Regions from separate parts of the Mus musculus genome. Here region 1 is linked to region 2. The links are chromatin contacts, called in public promoter capture Hi-C maps. All regions are on one chromosome and are shown on one strand. Each heading gives the region's core, a stretch centred on a gene start, on an enhancer-like site or on the middle of the called end of the contact. The rest is flanking DNA. Distances are from core to core; before and after follow the strand shown. Region 1 holds the start of Hmga1 (high mobility group AT-hook 1). Region 2 holds the start of Dusp1 (dual specificity phosphatase 1).

Evidence for each region. Promoter capture Hi-C pulls out the DNA fragments that hold promoters and counts their contacts.
Region 1: a contact with region 2 is called in a promoter capture Hi-C map of pre-B cells, with 5 times the contacts expected there. The contact joins the promoter of Hmga1 here to the promoter of Dusp1 in region 2. A contact is called at or near these places in 7 of 39 promoter capture datasets (the C10 cell line, the HPC-7 cell line, hematopoietic stem and progenitor cells and 3 more), 3 of 115 datasets of contacts at active chromatin or transcription factors (embryonic hindbrain, epiblast stem cells and pancreatic cancer cells) and 2 of 9 other capture datasets (adipose tissue and pancreatic islet).

What each region holds. Positions count from the first base shown.
Region 1 is chr17:27,554,735-27,558,023 of GRCm38.p6, forward strand. Hmga1 (high mobility group AT-hook 1) reads left to right here and starts at 1,840. Exons shown (of 5, transcript NM_001025427.3): 1 at 1,840-1,977.
Region 2 is chr17:26,506,798-26,510,297 of GRCm38.p6, forward strand. Dusp1 (dual specificity phosphatase 1) reads right to left here and starts at 1,675. Exons shown (of 4, transcript NM_013642.3): 1 at 1,160-1,675; 2 at 777-922; 3 at 188-407. The coding sequence starts at 1,526.

The DNA of each region.
Region 1 (3,289 bases), core at 590-3,089, 1.0 Mb after region 2:
CTACTTCTAGAGAGGGTCTTGGGTCGATTACAAAAACACAAGACACAAAACCGGCCGGTGAGCATATCAGGATGAAAAGAAGCAGAAAAATACGATCAAGCCAGTTTACTAGAAGTGGGCCAAGCAATTGGCGAAGCTTTCCGAAAGCCCATCCAGGAAGGAAGGGTATCCTTTTCTGGTACACACAGGTCAGAGGCAGTGTCCGCCCAGGGGCCACTACTACGTCGGAGGAAAAGGGCCCGCGGGGCCATTCCCAAACTCTCCCCCTTCAACACCACAGCAAGGGCCTAGTGGCCTAGGCTGCTGGCAATGACCTGTACCATGGGAGGATGTGGGCTGGCGTTGGTGGGAGTTGGCAGCTTGCTCAGCCACACCTCGCTACGAAGGTCCCCAGAGCTCGCAGCAACTTCGAGCCCCTCCAGCCAACTCGGCTCGCGGGGCACAAAGATGGAGGGCGCGGCGCGCTTCCACCCCGCCCCGCCCCCACGGCGGTTGCACACAAAGGGGCAGCCGCTCCTCCCCCAGACTGCCCCGGCGCCCTAGGCTCCCCTCCACCCGTTGGGAACGCCCCTCCATGACTTCCTCCTTCTCCAGGGGCACCCCTGGAACTGAGGGTCACCTGGACCTTGGTCCGGGACCCGCGGCCTGCCGTGGCCTCCCGCGCCTGACCGCTGCGCCCCACCCCCACCGAGCACGTGCTGCCCTGCGCCCAGGGCGCCATCCTACGGCCCGGGGGTGGGGGGTGGGGGGTAGCCGGGCCCGCCGCGCTCCCCACCCCCCACCGGAAACATTCCTGAGGCATTCCTGAAACTGGGAGGCCCGCCTCCCCAAGGCTCCCACCCCGCCTCCAGCCGGGCGCACGCTGGGCCCCCGCGTACCCTTCCACCGCCCGCGCGCCCCCCGAGGAGAGGGCTGACCGCGGAGGAAGGGGAACAGAGTTATGAGTCACAGTCGTGTGTCACTGGGCCCGAATTACGATTCCCTGCATCACGAGAGGTGTGGAAAGGCCGACTCGGGGAACCGAGGTGGGGAGGTGCGTCCAAGGGCCCGCGCCCGGCCTGCAGGGCGCGCCCCACCGCCCGCCATCTTCCCACTTAGGCTTCCTCCGGCCCAGCAACAAGTCTTTTGTTGACCCAGGCGCCCAGAGGCGGGAAACTCGAACCCCTGCCCTCAAGGGGCTTCCAGGCGCCCCTTGTCTTAAGTCGTAAGTCACGGGGGCGGGGAATCACACCAGAGGGACCTCGTGCTTCCTCAACACCAAGCAGCTGGCCACCCGTGGCTCCTCCCCGCGATGTCCCGGCGAGGCGGCCAATCGCTCGGCTCCTTTGAAGCCTGCACCTGGGTGGCGGCCGTTACTAGATTTAAACCGTTGGCGTTGGCCAAGTTTCACGTTTGGGTTTCACAAGACTTTGTTTTTTACGCGCCTGGAGGCCTCCGGAGACGCACACGCCGTCACCTGCTTGGTGGCAGAGGGGAATTAAGGAGAGGCCCTCGACATGGGCTGGGGGGGGGGGGCGGCGTCCGGGCCGCGAGAAGCTCCTTAGGGTACGCGTGGACGTCCGAGGGCACAGGCGTCAGCGCGCGCCTCCCCGCGAGGCCGGAGTCCACGGGGGGGCTCCTGTAGGTGTGTCCCCGGGTCCCCACTTAAACAGCAGGGCCGCCGTCACCGGTTCCTCCAACGCCAGGCTGCTCGGGAACTGTGAGAAACGAGGGCCGTCGGCGCGCGTGCCCGCGGAAACCGCGCGCACAGTGGCGAGCTACCCGCGCGCGGCGGCGGCAGCTGGCGGGCGGCCGCCCTTTTAAATCCCCGGGCTCATTTGCATGGCCCCGCCCCCCGGTGACACGGCTGGCGCGGGCGGGCCCGTCCCCCCTGCCCCTGGGTCGCTCTTTTTAAGCTCCCCTGAGCCGGGGCTGCGCTCCTCTAATTGGGACTCCGAGTCGGGGCTATTTCTGGTGTTGGCGCGGCTCCAAGAAGGCGTGAGTTCGCCGCCGCTCGGGTGGCTTCTTTTTTTCCTGTAGGTCTAGAATCTAATCACATTATTATTTATTGAGGCCGCGCACGGGCCGTGCCCAGCTTCCTGCCCCTCGCCATCCTCCAGGGGAGCGGGATCCGTCAGTGTTCCCTCGCCCCAGCTCGGATGTGACACACATCCCCGGCGGGGGCCCGGGCGGCGCGCACGCAGCGGTCTCAGCGCCTCTGCCCTCTCCCGGTTTCAGATCCGCATTTGCGACCGGCGGCGGTGGCGGCAGAGCCCAGGCCGGTGCCCTGAGCCCAGCCACGCCGCACCCGGCAGCCCCGAGCGCGCCCCGCCGGCGGCCTGCGGAGCTCGCGGTGAGTGTCCGCGGCGCGCCCGGGGGGCCTGCGGCGCGCGCTGCCCGCTTTATTCCCAGGCCCCGGGCTTGCGCGGGCCGCGGGAAAGGGGAGGCCGCACTGTGCTCGCAGGCGGCGGGGCCGGGGTGGGTGTCCGCGGGGCGCCGCGTCCTCCGGTCCCCAGGTTGAGGGTGCCCGGGTTGCGACCGTGGGGTGCGGAGACCCCGGGGAACGGCGCGCGGAGGGGGAGGGGGCGCGCGACTGCGACGAGCGCCGCTTGTGCACCCAGCGGCGCCCGTGCACCTCGCGCTCGGCGAGCCCGGCCTCAGGGAGGGGCGCGCGCTGCGCAGCGGCGGGAGGTGGGCGCGCGCCCCCCTCAGCCAGGGAAGTTCTAGAAGTGCGGGGGAGGGGCCCGGCGACCCGAGATTCCTCTCTGGCCTCTCCTCCGCCTTTCCCAGAGTAGTACTGTGCGTGGACGAGGCCGGATCGCGAGGGCCTGGGTTTCGGGGTTTCACCCCCCACCCCCACACACACCTTTGGCCCTGCCCCGCGCCTCTTCAACCTCCAGGGCCAGGCCTGCCCTCCGCCCCCACAAACTGGTTCCTCTGCTTTGCTGGGTTCTGTTAGAACTAGTCCCTTCGACTCCCCGTTTCTGCCCCCCCCCCCGCTTTGGTTTTCATGGAGAGAGGAAGGGGTTTTTTTCTTCCTGCGACTCGCACCAGGTTTCCTGCCCCCAAGGCGGGCTTGGGTGCCCCCTCTGGCAGGAAGTGGGGCCGGGCGCACCCGCGTGGCGGTGCATGTGGTCGGGGTGCGCCGTTTCCCGCGCCTAAAGGGCTCTGCGCCCCTCCCCCTCGTCCTAGCTCCTAGAAGCGCCGGCCTACAACCACCAGGCTGGGACGCCAGCGAAGGCATCCTCATTCTGGAGTAGAGGGCGCCTGGGTCTTAACCTGCTTCTCAGTAAACAAAGTGGCGGTCTGT
Region 2 (3,500 bases), core at 425-2,924:
GATAGCAGGGGATTTAAACCCGGACTGGGTATCTACACTTATAATCCTGGACAAGACAGTCAGTTCAACTGAGTCTCAGTGAGGAGGAAGGCTTGGGTGAGGATCATTTAAGCTGCCACCCAAAAGACTGGGCTCAGTGGCTACAGTAGGGACAGAAGCAGAGGTTCCAGATAGTTATTCCATTTACCTATGAAGTCAATAGCCTCGTTGAACCAGGAGCTGATGTCTGCCTTGTGGTTGTCCTCCACAGGGATGCTCTTGTACTGGTAGTGACCCTCAAAGTGGTTAGGACAATTGGCTGAGACGTTGATCAAGGCGGTGATGCCCAAGGCGTCAAGCATATCCTTCCGAGAAGCGTGATAGGCACTGCCCAGGTACAGGAAGGACAGGATCTCCACTGGGCCCCCCTGAAGTCAAAAAAACAGTCCAGCATTCGTCAAGCTCGTCCAGCGTGAGCACCAGTACCCATGCCCACAAAAACTCCCCGCTGAAAACGGGAGTTTCTGAAACTGGTGACCTCAGCACTGCTGTTGACATATTAAAATATTCGTAAAGAATCAAGCCCATTGGCCTGGACAGAGCCAACAAGCTCTTCCGTGCCAGCAACTGGGAGACTCAGCTCCATCCAATTGCTTCATGATGGACTAAAGATCCTCGTGTCCCCGCTAGTATAAATAAAGCTGCAGCCGCTTTCTATATCCTCCTGGCACAATCCTCCTAGACCTCTGCCAGCTCTGCCACCTCCCTGCCCTGCATGGACCCGGACTCCTACTAACCTGATCGTAGAGAGGGGTACTACAGGAGCTGCATCCGGATTCTGCACTGTCAGGCACACTAGTACTCAGGGGGAGGCTGAGCCCCGTGGGGGTGGACTGTTTGCTGCACAGCTCAGGGCAGGAAGCCGAAAACGCTTCATATCCTCCTGAGAATACAAAGGTACATATTTTCTCATTAGCACCACCGACACAGTACCTGGAGACAAGCCACTCACCCACCAGGGGCTGCGAGTTTACAAGGAAGGCTTAAGGAAGTCTTTGTTATGGGAGTGAAACAAAGCCACTGACAAGCCCCTGGAGACTGGACGCCGGCGCCCCCATACTCCAGGTGGGACGCCCCTTCCCTAGCTGATGGCATAAGTCCTGCCAGAGCTAGAGCGTACCTTGGAGAAAGAAGACTTGAGTGGAGCGCGCCTCTCGGCAGAGCGCGCCCGCGGCCAGGGCCAGGGTGCCGTCGCGCTTGGCGCCGTCCAGGGAGGCGCTGCGCTCGTCCAGCAGCACCACGGCGTGGTAGGCTCCGGCCAGCAGGCGGCCACGCAGTTCAGCGTTGGGCACGATATGCTCCAGGCCCATGGCGCCCTTGGCGCGGCGCCGCACGATGGTGCTGAAGCGCACGTTCACTGAGCCCGCGATGTGGCCGGCGTTGAAAGCGAAGAAGGAGCGACAATCCAACAACAGGCACTGCGCGGCGCCCTCTCGCAGCAGCGCGCGCAGCCCCCCGGCGTCCAGGATGCCCACCTCCATCACCATGGCCAGCCCCAGCGACCCCAGCGTGCCCGTTCTGCGGTTCTCCAGAAAAAGTCGGTCGATCTTGTGCGGTGTCCTGTGGCCCTAAGTCCCCAAGTGCTCGCTGCTCCTAATCTGGCTTCACCGCGCTTTCCTCCCGCCAGTCCTTCACTGCGCGCTCGTCCGACGGAGCGCGGTTTTATGTAGCCTCTCGGGGGCGGTCCCGGGCGCGGCACAGAAGCGGGGGGTGGGGTGGGGGTGGGGGAGAACGGTTTGTTTGTTTGAATGGCAGACACGTGACCGGGCGGTGACGTCACCCGCCCTACCGAGCTTGGCGCCGCCAAAGCCAAAAGCAAAGACGTCATCGGCCTAGGAGCCTCTCGGCTCTGAGCGCTGGCTCGCAGCCCGGCCCCCACCCTCCTGTCCTCTGGGCTCGCAGGCAGGACGGCGCGCTGCCAGCCCGGGTGGCCAGGACGCGCGGCCTGAGGACACCTGCCCTGCTCCCCTCCGCGGGTCTCCGCCGAACGAGCGGGGCCACTCCTGGTATCACGTTCTCAGCTGGCCCGGCTCTGGCTGCTGGAGTGGTGGGCGTGGCGAGCTGAGCGGGAAAGGGGAGTGGGTAGTGAGAGATGACTAATTCGGTCTATAGCCCTCTGGCTATACCGAGGACAAATGGCGAGAGTTGAGACGTCCTTCTTGAATGTCACTTTAAAAGTTTTACGCTGAACAAGGGAATGCTTCCAGTTAGTTCCCACCCCCCACCCCGGAGTGTTATCTTTACCGCGGTGGTCCCTAGAGGACTTACTTGGAGCAAAGGGAGGAGGGTTGCAAGATCTTTGGAGCCCAGGTTTAACATTGGGGTTGGGGGGGTGGGGTGGGGGAGACTTGGGTAGAGCTCCACAGCGCCGCCTAGGGACGGCCCAGAACATTGTCGTCGCGTGGCATCAAGAGGATGCTGCTAGCCGCTGCTCCTCTGTCCCCCAACACAACTTTCTTTTGTTTTGTTTTGTTTGTTTCAGAGAGGATCTTGCTGTGTAGCTCTGGCTAGTCTTGAACTCATAGAGATCCTCCTGTCCCTGACTTACTAAGGATTAAAGGCATCTGCCCTCGTGCCTTTCATCTCCACTGAACAGAAGCTGAGCACACCAAGGACTCAGGGCCAAGAGCCTTGAATCCGCCACTCTGTGGGACAAACTGTACTCATCACACCTGGGAAGACCGAAATGGTGTGTGTGTGTGTGTCCTTCCACAAAACTCCATGACTACAGGGTAGGCAGTGAGTCCGCCGCAACACCACGGAGTTGGATACACAAACATAAACATTGCACCACTCTGAAGGGGTGCCGAGTCAGGAACATTCTGCGGTTTCTTCCTCTTTGCAAGGGGAGGTGTCTTACTACCATGTGTCTTTGCCCAGCAACGTCCGCTTTGGCCTCTCTTAGCTCTTGCGCTCTGCCTAGATTCTTCTGTAAATTCAGAATACGTTATTTTTAAAGGGCGTTTTTACATTCCTTTGAGCATTGATCCTAAAAGAACAGCAAAGAAATCTTCAGATAACACCACCCTCCCTACATCTCAGAAGAGCGACAGAAAGAAAAAAATTATTTGTTTATTCTACTTATTCAGCTGAGGACCTCAACATATTTTTTGCATTGAATCATAAAATGTTACAGCTGCTGCCTTTTCAAACTGCATACCAACTTCAAATTTTCCTTTTATTTTTGTTTTTGCAAGGCCATTCATTATACCCTTCTCTACCCAAACTTTTCAAAAAGACCTTTTTATATGAGTACAGTGGCATGGTTGGGCACTGAAGTCAGAGGTCTGCTGGTCGCTGTGGAGTTCTGCCCTCTTCCCTTCCTAGAAGGAGCCTAAAGAGCTGGAACTGCTGCCAGTTGACTGTTGGGGAGCCAGCCATCCTCTTCCCGGATGAGCCTGCAAGGTAGTTTCAGTACAGCTGGTACCATGCGTGACTCGGTGGCATTCCCTTGTGAAGCA